Regions from separate parts of the Mus musculus genome. Here regions 1 and 2 are each linked to region 3. The links are chromatin contacts, called in public promoter capture Hi-C maps. All regions are on one chromosome and are shown on one strand. The core of a region is the stretch at or near the end of the contact, and the rest is flanking DNA. Distances in the headings are between cores, read along the strand shown.

The links. Promoter capture Hi-C pulls out the DNA fragments that hold promoters and counts their contacts.
Region 1: a contact with region 3 is called in a promoter capture Hi-C map of embryonic stem cells, with 6 times the contacts expected there. The contact joins the promoter of Sat1 here to the promoter of Sms in region 3. A contact is called at or near these places in 4 of 39 promoter capture datasets (the 3T3-L1 cell line, cranial neural crest, embryonic stem cells and 1 more) and 1 of 115 datasets of contacts at active chromatin or transcription factors (astrocytes).
Region 2: a promoter capture Hi-C map of pre-B cells shows a contact between it and region 3. The contact joins the promoter of Acot9 here to the promoter of Sms in region 3. A contact is called at or near these places in 4 of 39 promoter capture datasets (the 3T3-L1 cell line, liver, maxillary cranial neural crest and 1 more), 1 of 115 datasets of contacts at active chromatin or transcription factors (embryonic fibroblasts) and 1 of 9 other capture datasets (macrophages).

Annotation. Positions count from the first base shown.
Region 1 is chrX:155,214,925-155,218,521 of GRCm38.p6, reverse strand. Sat1 (spermidine/spermine N1-acetyl transferase 1) reads left to right here and starts at 2,073. Exons shown (of 6, transcript NM_009121.4): 1 at 2,073-2,419; 2 at 2,686-2,737; 3 at 2,838-2,921. The coding sequence starts at 2,354.
Region 2 is chrX:155,260,622-155,264,507 of GRCm38.p6, reverse strand. It overlaps Acot9 (acyl-CoA thioesterase 9), which reads right to left and starts at 2,065. Exons shown (of 15, transcript NM_019736.4): 1 at 1,834-2,065. The coding sequence starts at 1,853.
Region 3 is chrX:157,489,807-157,493,761 of GRCm38.p6, reverse strand. It overlaps Sms (spermine synthase), which reads left to right and starts at 1,475. Exons shown (of 11, transcript NM_009214.4): 1 at 1,475-1,857. The coding sequence starts at 1,809.

The DNA.
Region 1 (3,597 bases), core at 824-3,323, 2.3 Mb after region 3:
TTTGCAAAAAAAACATTGCATAAGCTCTCATAGTGACTCACAAACGCATTGAGTCATGGGAGAGTGGGAGGGGTAACAGAAAATGCTGTTCTTCTTTCATTTCTTCATACAGGATATTACTCGTTAATAAAGGCAAAGTCACTTACTAAATATTAGGAGTGGCCATCTGGTACTAGTCTAACCCCTCACTGTACAGACCAGATGTTGAAGATCATCTGATGCTTTATCTCATTATTGAAAAAAAAAAAAAAAAACCTCTTCTGACTGATTATGGAATCCAGGCAAGGCAATGGTAGCAGGGTACTCAACAGATCTGTCCAGGAAAGCCCATAGTAAAAGAAAGGTCACTCCCCAGAGACATGAATACTTACTTGTTCCACTGGGTATGACCAGGAATAGGCAAACCCAACTGTTCCCAAACATGTTGGTCTCAAGTTTTCTTACCTTTAAAAATGATAGAAAACTCCGGGCGTGGTGGCACACGCCTTTAATCCCAGCACTCGGGAGGCACAGGCAGGCAGATTTCTGAGTTCAAGGCCAGCCTGGTCTACAGAGTGAGTTCCAGGACAGCCAAGGCTATACAGAGGAACCGTGTCTCAAAAACAACAACAACAAAAAATGATAGAAAACAACACAGAGCCAGACATCCCTGTAATCATTAGAGTAATGATATCGTGACATGTTCAGTAGGTTTAGAATTATTTCAAAATAAAAAGTTAAAGGAGCCAGGGCTACACAGAGAAACCCTGTCTCGAAAACAAACAAACAAAGTTAAAGGAAACAAAAGAAGTGCATGGACTGGAGCAAGTAAGGACAACAACAGCTTTCAATAGCAAAGAAAGCTGAGAGACGGTCAGATATAAGTGTGTAGAAAGAAAACTTCCAGACCTCAAAATCTATAAGCAGTGAAATCAACTCTTCAATAATGTAAGATGGCATACATCATTAAAGCGAATTATCAAGTGTTTCTCTCCTTCAGAAGGAAAGTCCACAAGGAAGAACAGATATTTAAGAAGGAAAGCGGGAGGAGTAAGAAAGAAAATGTTGCCAGGTGGTGGGGGGCAGAGGCAGGAGGATCTCTGAGTTCCAGGCCAGCCTGGTGTACAGAGTTCCAAGACAGACAAGGCTACTCAGAGAAATCTTGTCTCAAAAAATAAATACATAAATGGAAGGAAGGAAGGAAGGAAGGAAGGAAGGAAGGAAGGAAGGAAGGAAAGATAACATTTTAAATTTAGCCATTGCAACACTGGTTCTCAACCTTCGTTATAATGCAACCATTTAATACAGTTTCTCATGTTGTGGATTACTCTCAACCATAAAATTATTTTGTTTCTACTTTTTAACTGTAATTTTGCTGCTGTTATATTGTTATGAATTGTAATGTAAATGTCTGATATACAGGCTATGTGATATATGACCCCAAAGGGGTTGTGACCTACAGGTTGAGAACCACTAAGCTAGAAGGAAAGCAATCGAGGGATCCTAAGAACTGACCTTAGAACATACAAGAATAGCAGGCTGTGGTGAACATGTTTAATCCTAACACTGGGCAGACTGAGGCAGGCAGATCTATGTGATTTGTGAATTCTAGGACAGCCTGTTGTGACATAGTGAGTTCCAGGATAGTCAAGACTACATAGAGAGACCCTGTCTCAAAATTAAAACAAGATTCAAACCCACACCTTTCTTTAGTCATGAAAATGGTGACATCACCACATCTCAATGAACTGCCTGTGGAAAATTACTAGAGAGGAAAGGAAATTATGCCTCCAGACGACACTTTGAGAATGGCTGCTGCTCTCATCTTTCTGTCATACCCTAAAGCTGGGCTTCCTGAGTTTGCTTTTCTCGGCAATGTCGGGGTCACAGAGGCAATCCACATGTTCTATTTAGGAAGGTTACCAGGGGACAAGCTGGCATTCATATGCTTCCGGCAAGGATCCGCAAGGCGCCGCTAGAGGACATGAGGCTAGAAAGGCAGCAGCGCGCCTCGCCCTACCCCGCCCTCCGGGTTTGCGCCATGGGTGTCACGAGAGAGCCCGGAAGAGGGCAGTGTCTGGAACAGAGGGCGGTGCTTCGGCGGGCTTTCATCCTTACTGGTCGCGATCTCTCCGGCTCCCCGTCCAGGGAGGAGCTTCTGCGGACTTAAAAGGCACCGTCTTGCCACTTCTTAGCTGCGCAGTTTCCCCGAAGTAAGTTTGCCAGTTTTCTGTCTTATACTGAGGTTCGCCGGGTCATGGTGCCAGCCTGACTGAGAAGAGGACGCTCCCGGGAAACGAATGAGGAACCACCTCCTCCTGCTGTTCAAGTACAGGGGCCTGGTGCGCAAAGGGAAGAAAAGCAAAAGACGAAAATGGCTAAATTTAAGATCCGTCCAGCCACTGCCTCTGACTGCAGTGACATCCTGCGACTGATCAAGGTAGGTAAAAGTCCGGGCTCTCCCTAGGGCAGAGGGTAGGGGAGGCTCTGTTGACCGGGGAAATCCTCATCTGCAGTTCTGAGACGCAGCCAGGCCAGTAAATTCCGCCTTCTTGGCCTGCCAACCCCAGCCCGGGTCAGGCTCGGCTGTTCGGCGCCAGGCAGGACTCAGTCACCGCTCTACCCTGCCTGCCCCATTTCTCTTCCCGTGAGCTGGCTAGGCTGGCCAGGAGTTTCATTGTCCTTTTCTTTATATGTCGTCCCCAGGAACTGGCTAAATATGAATACATGGAAGATCAAGTCATTTTAACTGAGAAAGGTAACAAGGCGTGGCGGGGGAGGGGGAGGGGCGGGTAATATCTGTTTCCTGGCACCTCCAAAGGTCAACTCTCACTGTCTCTGCCTCCCCTGTCTTACAGATCTCCAAGAGGATGGCTTTGGAGAACACCCCTTCTACCACTGCCTGGTTGCAGAAGTGCCTAAAGAGCACTGGACCCCTGAAGGTAACCCCTGATCCCTGTCGAGAAGCCAGAGAGAACTAATGTTATATCAAACCCGTAGAGCCTACTGGGCAGAACCCGTGACTACGCGGGCAGAGGTTACTGAGGAGCTGGCTGGAAATAACAACCAGCCAGTGTGCAAATGACTGAGGAAAAAAAATATATGTGTAGTGTACTTTCTAATAGGGCGGGTTATGAGAGAGCTGTTTGAGCAAGTATCAAAGTTCTGTAGAAACCCGGAAAAGTTAGTTATAATGTCATTTGTTGTAATTCCGTTTCATAAAATGGTTTTTGTTTGACCCTAACCTAACTTTTTTTTTTTTTGTAATTGTGTTAAATCACATTTTTTTCTTTAATTTGTCCCAATCTTCAGGTTACAGTCTCTAGCTTCGCCATGTACATGGCCCTTCTGTGTACATGGATGGGCGGGGAGGTAACTAAAAGACCCTTTACACAATAAAGTAGATGATCATGATAAATGAGGTAAGGTCCTATTATCGCACACTTAAAACACAGTAGATCAGAAATTTATTTTCGCTTCCTGTCTGTCTGCAAAGAAATACAAAATGGCTAGAAAATTTAATTTGCAACCATTGCCTCTAATTTGCAACCTTTGCCTCCATTTGAAATTGAATTGACACTCCTTATGAGGTAGTCAGTTGTTAATTATTATTTTTAG
Region 2 (3,886 bases), core at 816-3,315, 2.2 Mb after region 3:
TTGCTCATAAACCTGATACTTCAGTTCCAGAGGAGGTGATGCCCTCTTCTGGCCCCCACTGGCACCAGCCATGCTGATGGAACACATACATACATACATACATACATACATACATACATACAGGCAAAACACTAACACATATAAAAATAAACATTTTCAACACTTTTTAAAAGGTCTTATCGAAGAAGACACACAGGCAAAGTTACAAAAGTGTTGAACCCTTTCGTATTATGTTGAAAGGTAACCATGCCGTCTTTTAATGACTTTCAACCTGTCTTCAAATAGTGTAATAAGGCTTGGGTGCTGGTGGGTAGGGAGATAACACACCTTGTTCAACTGACAGCAAGGGTCCTAGAAAAAGTAAAGGCAGACCAAGGACAGAATTAGTGAGACCCATGTCAAAGTCAGGCTCACCAATAGTGGGATGGCTTCTGAATCCAAAGCAAGTGCCATTCTCTTGGAACCAGGCAAGCTGGAAAAAACAAAACAAAACAAAACAAAACAAAAACAAAAAAAACAACAACAAAAAAAAACCTTGCATACTGTGGGACAGCCAGACATGACTGGCAGCCTAAAGACCATGCTCCTTAACTGTGCCAGTTGGAAATTAGATCTACCAAAATGGCCTATGTGGTCCAAGGGTGCACTTTCATTACAAGGCCTTGCTGCTTATCAAAGGCATGTTCTAAACTGGGCACGAGAAAATACATCTGTAAATCCCAGCACTAGAAAAGTTGAAACCTGACAGACTTGACATGGGTCCGAGGCCTGCTAGTATTACCTGGTTTCTTGGCTAGAGATCTCAAAGCAATAAATAAATATACAGATAAGAGCTGGAAGTGGTGGCTCAAGCTCTTCAGGCCAGCACTGGAGAAGCATAGGACGGTAGATATATGGTGAGTTCGAGGCCAGTCTGGTTGATGATATAGATAAAGAAAGAGATAGATATCGATATATATAGATAGCCAACTTTAGGCCAGCCAAGGTTACACAGTAAATTCTATCTCAAAAACAAACAGGATGTTGATATGTGTTTAATCCCAGCACTGGGGAGGCAGAGGCAGGCAGATCTCTGATTTTGAGATGAGTTGGGTCTACATACAGTGAATTCCAGGAGAGCCAAAGATTCACAGAGAAACCCTGTCTCAGAAAAAAAAAAAAAAGAGTAAATTAACAAACAAGGGGTTGGAGAGTTGGCTCAGTGGTTAAGAGCACTTGTTGCAAAAAGACCTGATTCCCAGCACCCAGATGGAGGCTCACCACCTTCTCAAGCACCAGGCAGGCATGTGGGACACAGACACACATGCAAGAGAAATGTTCATACATAAAATAATAAAAAATAGATCTAAATAAAATTAAACCAAACAGATGAATCAGCTTAAGAGAGCCAAATGGTCTCTACAGTCTTTACAAGTATGATAACATACTTAAGACAGATTCCAAGTGTGTCATGCACTTAACCCCCAAAATGTTTTTTTTTTTTTTAAGAGAAAAGTGCTCGCAAGGCAAGGCAGAACTGAAAGTACTGGCTTTTGAAAAAAGGGGCTACACCAAGATTCCAGCCACACCCCTGGTGAGCAAAAGGATAGGAATTTCAAGGGAACACCCAACGTCTTCCCTTTTAAAAGTGTCAGCTGTCGCTAAAGTAGGGTGGTGGCATTTTTCCAGGGTAGGCCGGAGGACGGGGTCTGGCACTGGGTGCCTTTTCCTCCCAAGCCAAATATCCACCACCCCCATCCCACCCGCGGCTTCTTCCGCCCCGCTAGGCTCCGAGCCTCAAAGGGGAAGGCGTGGGCACTCCGGGGCAGCGCCCTTCCACGCCCTGCCACCTACCGTATCGCTGCCCGCTTCATGGCACTCCACTGCCTACCCACGGGTGGACAACCAAGGTCCTCCCGGGTAGAGACAAACCGGTAGCAGAAGAGCGTGAGCGTGAGGACACCTCCAAACACCGGCAACCGCGCCGGACTGAATCTTGGTTCCCACCTTCTAGGTGACGCCACAAGAGGGCCCGGGATAGGGAGGGCCTCACTGCAGGAAGGGCGGGGCTGCGCTGCCCGGGGTAGGGCTGTGCCGCCAGGGGGCGGGACTTCTGCGTAGAGAATGGCGGGTCCTGCTATTTGATTGGTCTGCAGCTGGAGACTGGAGACCGAGACAATGGAATTTCCCACTCAATCAGCTAGGTGGGGTCGGAGACTTATTTATAAGCAGGGCTCTTCCCTCCATTGTTAAGTAAATGAACCACTCAGCAAAGCACCTCGTTCCTCCACCTTGGTAGAACTCTTTTATTTTTGACACTTGAACCTTTACTCCCAGTCTGTAGTTCTTGCCCTTGGCATCATATGAGCAGCTTTTCAAAATATGGGTACCCTGCTTATTTTCCCAGAAGTAGGAAGACTGAGGCAAGAGAATTGCTACCACTTAGAGGCCAACCAGGGCTGAAGTGAGGTTTAGGCCGTAAGAAATAGTGTCCCTGTTTTTATTTGACGTTTTGGTTTTTAAAAAGATGAAGCTTAGTAAGAAAAATTAAGTTGAAGAGAATTTCAAGGGAGGCCCATTCTTGTTATCCAAGCAACCCAGGAAGCTGAGTCTGGGAGATCACAAATTCAAGACCTGCCTGATTACAAAGTTCTAGGCCAACCTGTGCAGTTTACTGCGCTCCAATCTCAAAATGAAAGGTTAAAAAAAAAAAGGATTGAGGGATAGAGCTAAGTGGCAGAGTGTGTATGCCTAGCATGCCAGAGTCCCTGGGTTCAAGTCCCAATTCCAAAAAAGGAGAAAAAGGACAGAAGAAAGGAAGTTTTCAGAATTAGGCATGATGGCACATTCCTAGACTCATCAATTATGAGAAGGTCTAATTTACCTCCGAGGAATTCCCTCACTCAGACACATGGCCAGGTGCTGAGTCACAATCTACTAATTATACAAGTTTACTTAAGTGACCCTTCATGAGACTCCAAAGCATTTTCTTAGAAAATAAGTCCTGAGCAATGAACCCCATAGACTCCACTGAAGATAATATCTAAAGTGAGAAATGTCTCACTACTTAGCTAATATTAGTTCTAAAGTCAGGAAAGCCCTATTAAAATCAGCCACCTAGCATTCATGTGTGTCTCTAGCTTAGTCCTTTAACCAGGCTAGAAAGATTAGTTAGCACACTTGTTCTTGCAGGGGAGCAGGGTTCCGTTCCCAGTACCCATGTGCCAGCTCCAACCACTTTCAGGAGGATCAGTTGGCCTCCTCTGGCCTCTGCAGGTACCAGGCCATACACATAGTATACATACATACATACATGCAAGCAAGCAAAGACTAATACACATAAAAATAAATGTGTTGTATTATTCTTTTAATGTCTTAGCAACCCCTATGTCTCATCGTTGTTCTTGTTGCCATTGTAAGACATTTAAGATGTATCACCGTTTGGAAAGCATGGATAGAAGGCAAAGTAAGTCACAAAGCCAGATAGAAAACATGTAACTGTGGAGAAAACATGCAACAATTATGCCATGATGAAATTCACTGTCCTTACACAAGTGATCTGCCAACTCACCATTTTCTTACTTGTGTTCCACATATAATGAAAAATGTAAAATGCCTAATGATAGATTAACGAATGCATTTTCACTGTCTTCACTACAAGTAGAACATTGAACTAGCTAAATGTTATACTATGTTACAGTTCACCCATGAAGTATGAATGAAAAGTATTAATAAACATAATCCCTTCTGCTAATAGAGATTCTGGATATCTGATTTAAATAAAGAATTTTCCTGGGAGTTTATGTCATCGGCTTTCAAGCTAATTTATGCTATGGTTTCATAGACTAGAGAAACTGTGTTTCTAAAATTGGCTCATTTCCTGTATTATATAGCTAACTCAAAAGTA
Region 3 (3,955 bases), core at 226-2,725:
CCTCTACCTCACAAGTGCTGAGATTAAAGATGTGTGCCACTAACGTCAGGCTCCTGTTTCTTATCTTTAATAGTCTTGCCAGGATTATGCAGATTAGTGAGAAGACCCTTGCAGTAAACTGCTAACATCATCCTGACAATACTGATCCTATATCGAGCATCCTCTTCTCTTCAGGGCTCTCTTTTGACATCACTTCATTAAAGTATCTCAAGGTTCTTCATTTTGCCCTTTGCAAGGTGAAGTACAAATTCTAGGGCGGATATGCTTCAGCTGGGAGCCCATGGTGGTCTGCAATGTTCTCCACAATCTACTGAGCAAGACCAGCTACATACTTATCAGCAAAACCTCAGATGCCTTCTGCTCTGAAATTTTCAAGAAATTCAAGAGGTTGACAGCAGATAGTGAAGCTAAGGGAAGGCAGGTGGCTTACCCCAATGCTGGCAGGGCATGAAGCACATGTCCTACGCGGGAAGCTTCACTACCCTTAAACACACAGGAGGACAGCTATGTTCTAGTGACTTGACTCCAGAAGAAAGGAAGAAAGAGGAGCTTGGGGCTGATACATTGGGGCTGATGGAGCGGAACACAAATTAGCTTACAAAACTGAGGACCTGGTCTCCAGAGAAGGAAATAAAAACAGATGGCTATGGATAGGAACAAAGTAGGAGCCCACTGAAAAGAGATGCAGTTGTTGAAGGACAAATATGACGTCAGTGTTAGGTTCTTGCAGGACAGGGAAGGACTACGCAAAACTAACCAACCAACCAACCAACCAACCAACAAACCAAACCAAACCAAACGACCATTCGAAATGGCCTAAGGGAAAGCTAAACTTAATGTTTTTGTGTTGTTGAGGAGGCACAGAGTTCACTAATCTGAAGTTTAACAACCATTACAGAAATTCCTGGTATCAGGAGAGGCACAGCAATCCATACAATGATGGAGTCAATTTGCCCTGGGATTTTGCTCGTGCAATAAAGGATCCCTTTATTCCCCAGGCACTTCAGTTCTCTTTTGTCCCATCTTGTTGAATGCTACTAACGGTCAAAAAAGAGGCCAAGGCTGTAGGTCCATTGACAAAAAATAGAGGTACCGAGGAGGGGGAAGTCCTGTGGAAGAGGCTCTCACATCTGCAACTTCTCAGTTAGGCTTTAGTCCTTGATTCTTTTCCAAATTTGCATGAAAATGTATGCTACTTGAATGCCCAGGAGCCTTCTATTCTGTTCTTAAATACTACCCCTTACCAATAGAAACATTGTTAATAATCCCAGCGGGGTTCACGTGCATTTAAAGAAAAAGTCAGGCTTGTACTTTAAGACTACAGGGGTGGTAGCATTTTATTTTCTTCAAATGGTCAGGAAGTAACTGGGGCTTTTGCTTGGGGAGGAGGGGTAGGCATATGGGGAAGTGTATAGGGAGGCCCCCCGGAAGTCGCGCTGAGCCGTTTAAAGCTGGGTGACCTCCTAACGGATGGCGAATGGCGGGAGAGCATGGCCAGAGCTTTAGCGCAGGGCGCGGCCATTGGTGACGCATGCCAGGGAGCCCGGCGCCCGCGATTCCACCATTAGCGAGGCCTCACACCCAGCGCTTCAAGTTCGGGGCTGGAGGCGTCCCTGCTTCCTCCTCTAAGAGGCGGGTCGGCCCCGCCCCCGCGCCCCGGGTCGCTTGCCCGCGGCCCCTCCCACCTCCTAACTCCTGGCCTCCCCCGGCGCAGCGCACTCCCCGCCGGCCCGCAGCCTGACACGCCGCGCGGTCCCTCAGTCTCCTGCGGTCGCCTCCCCAGGCATGGCACAGGGCCTCGCCACACTATGGCAGCAGCAAGACACAGCACGCTCGACTTCAAGCTCGGCGCCAAAGGTGAGGGCGCCGCTCGCCACCTGCACGGGCGCCGCAGCGGCGGCGGCGGCGGCGGCGGCGGCGGCGGCAGCGGCAGCGGTAGCGGTAGCGGCGGCGGGGCGACAGTTCCCTCCGCGCCTGCGGGGCTCGAGGCCACAGGACCAGGCTCCTCCGGGGCGCGCGCGGCAGGCTGAACAATGCGGACGGCCGCGCGGCGCCTGCGTCTGCCGGGCTGCTGCGCGGAGCACGCTGCGGGCCCTCGTGCACCGGCGGAGGCCGCGCCGCGCCCCCGCGGTCCCCCGCCGCGTTTGGTCCTCGGCTGAGCTGGAGGCTGGCGCACTGCGGGGCCTGGGAGAACCGCGTCCGTGTGTGCCAGCCGCACCGCCCGCCCGCCCTTCCGGGCCTGGAGCGTCGGTCCACGCGGGCTCGCCGCCCTCCACGCCCCGTTGTTGGGGGGGAATCCCTTTCAGCCCGTGGGGCGCGGCGGATCCCCGGGGGAGGCGGGTACCGGAGCGCCTTAGCTCGTTCGAGGCACGGCGGGCGAGGCAGGCCTGAGCGAGGGGTGTGTGCGGCGCGGGACCGCTGCCCACGCCACCTTTTCCTGTTCTGGCAGGCTGCTGAATTTCCCTCTTGGGTGTGTGTGTCGGGGGGTTCCCCTTAAGGGCAGCGAGGGTTGAAGGAGGACCAGGGCCACTCAGCGCTTGCAAGGTTTTTTTTAGTCATCTAAGGAGATGAAGGATCCTCTGAAAAGGGACCCGGCGGGCAGAGAAAGGAAACGATTATTATTATTATTGGGGGTGGGGAGGGATGAGATCTGGGCGCGGGAACTAGAGCCACCACCATCACCATCACCCCTAATCCTGGAGGCTCAGATATTTGAGCCTGGTCTCGGCAGAAATGGTTGGGAGAGTCTTTTTTGCGTGATGGAATTTTGAAGGGTAGGGATGGATGTACTGCTGGCTTCTTTTCTTTGAGAGAATCAAGCATGGGCGCAGTGGGCGGGAATGATTGGGCCTTTAAACGTGCGACTGCGGCAGACTTTCACTTACCAGATCATCCCGCACATAGTGTGGTGCCCCAGTCTTCCCTTTTCTCTGGTTTCTCTATTAATGGAACACGTGGATTCCACTCTGCTTTTTCTGTCGGGATTTTTTTTTTTAACACCGACTTAATTGCTTTTGAACTTCTGAGCTCACACTTTGTACTTTTTCTTCCAATCCTAAAAGATCTCGGAGCTCACAAGATCAATAAATGTAAAGACAAAAAATAAAATCGGGGGGATTTGGAGCAAAACCTGGATTTCAGTCTGCCTCTTCTAATTGATTCTCTTCTGTGGGTGGCCTTTTGGGTTTATCTCCTAACGTTTTGGAACCTCATCTTTTTTTTTTTTCCGGGGAGGAAGAAAAAAAAAGAGAGAGAAAGCAAGAAGCAAGGGACAGTGCACACTCAGGGCATTTACTGTGGTCGGGTGAACTAGAGGGTTGTTAGGTAAGCCAGTGTGCTTGGGTGGTCGGAATAGAGTTTAAAAAAAAGTAACACCGTTCACTTCCCACTTTGCTTAGGTGAGGATGGAAGCAAGGGAGACAGTTGGGAGAGAATAAGGTGGTACTTGGGTGGTGGAGCTGGAGGAGTGTGTTAGGATCACAAAGGTTCTACTGTTATCTTGGCAGCTTACAGGGCTGATTGGTTAATGGGAGTTCTAGCACCGTGAGTTTAGTGGGGGAGGAATGTGAAGCAACTGTTGTGGCCTCCCAGCTGGGAAGGTGTGAATTTTATCTCTAGCATCCCATTTCCAGTAGGCTGGAGGGACAGTGAGCTCAGCATGGGGTCAGAGAAATTCTAGCCCTTCCACTGAAGAGTAAACCTTCAGCTTAGTTTAAACACTGAGAATAAAGGGTGAGCACACACTTAAAGCTCGAAGGAAGGCTCTTGAGAGAGGGCAAGTGGATCTTTTCTTGAGTCTGAGGCCAGCTTGGTGTGCAGCCAGGGCTGCATAAAGAAACCCTGTTTAGACCCTCCCCTCCTCCAAAAGAGACAAGCATTAGCTGTTAATGTTTTAACTCACACTTTGCTCCTAATTAAAAATAAGAAAATTAAAGCCAGTCATATTGGCAGACCT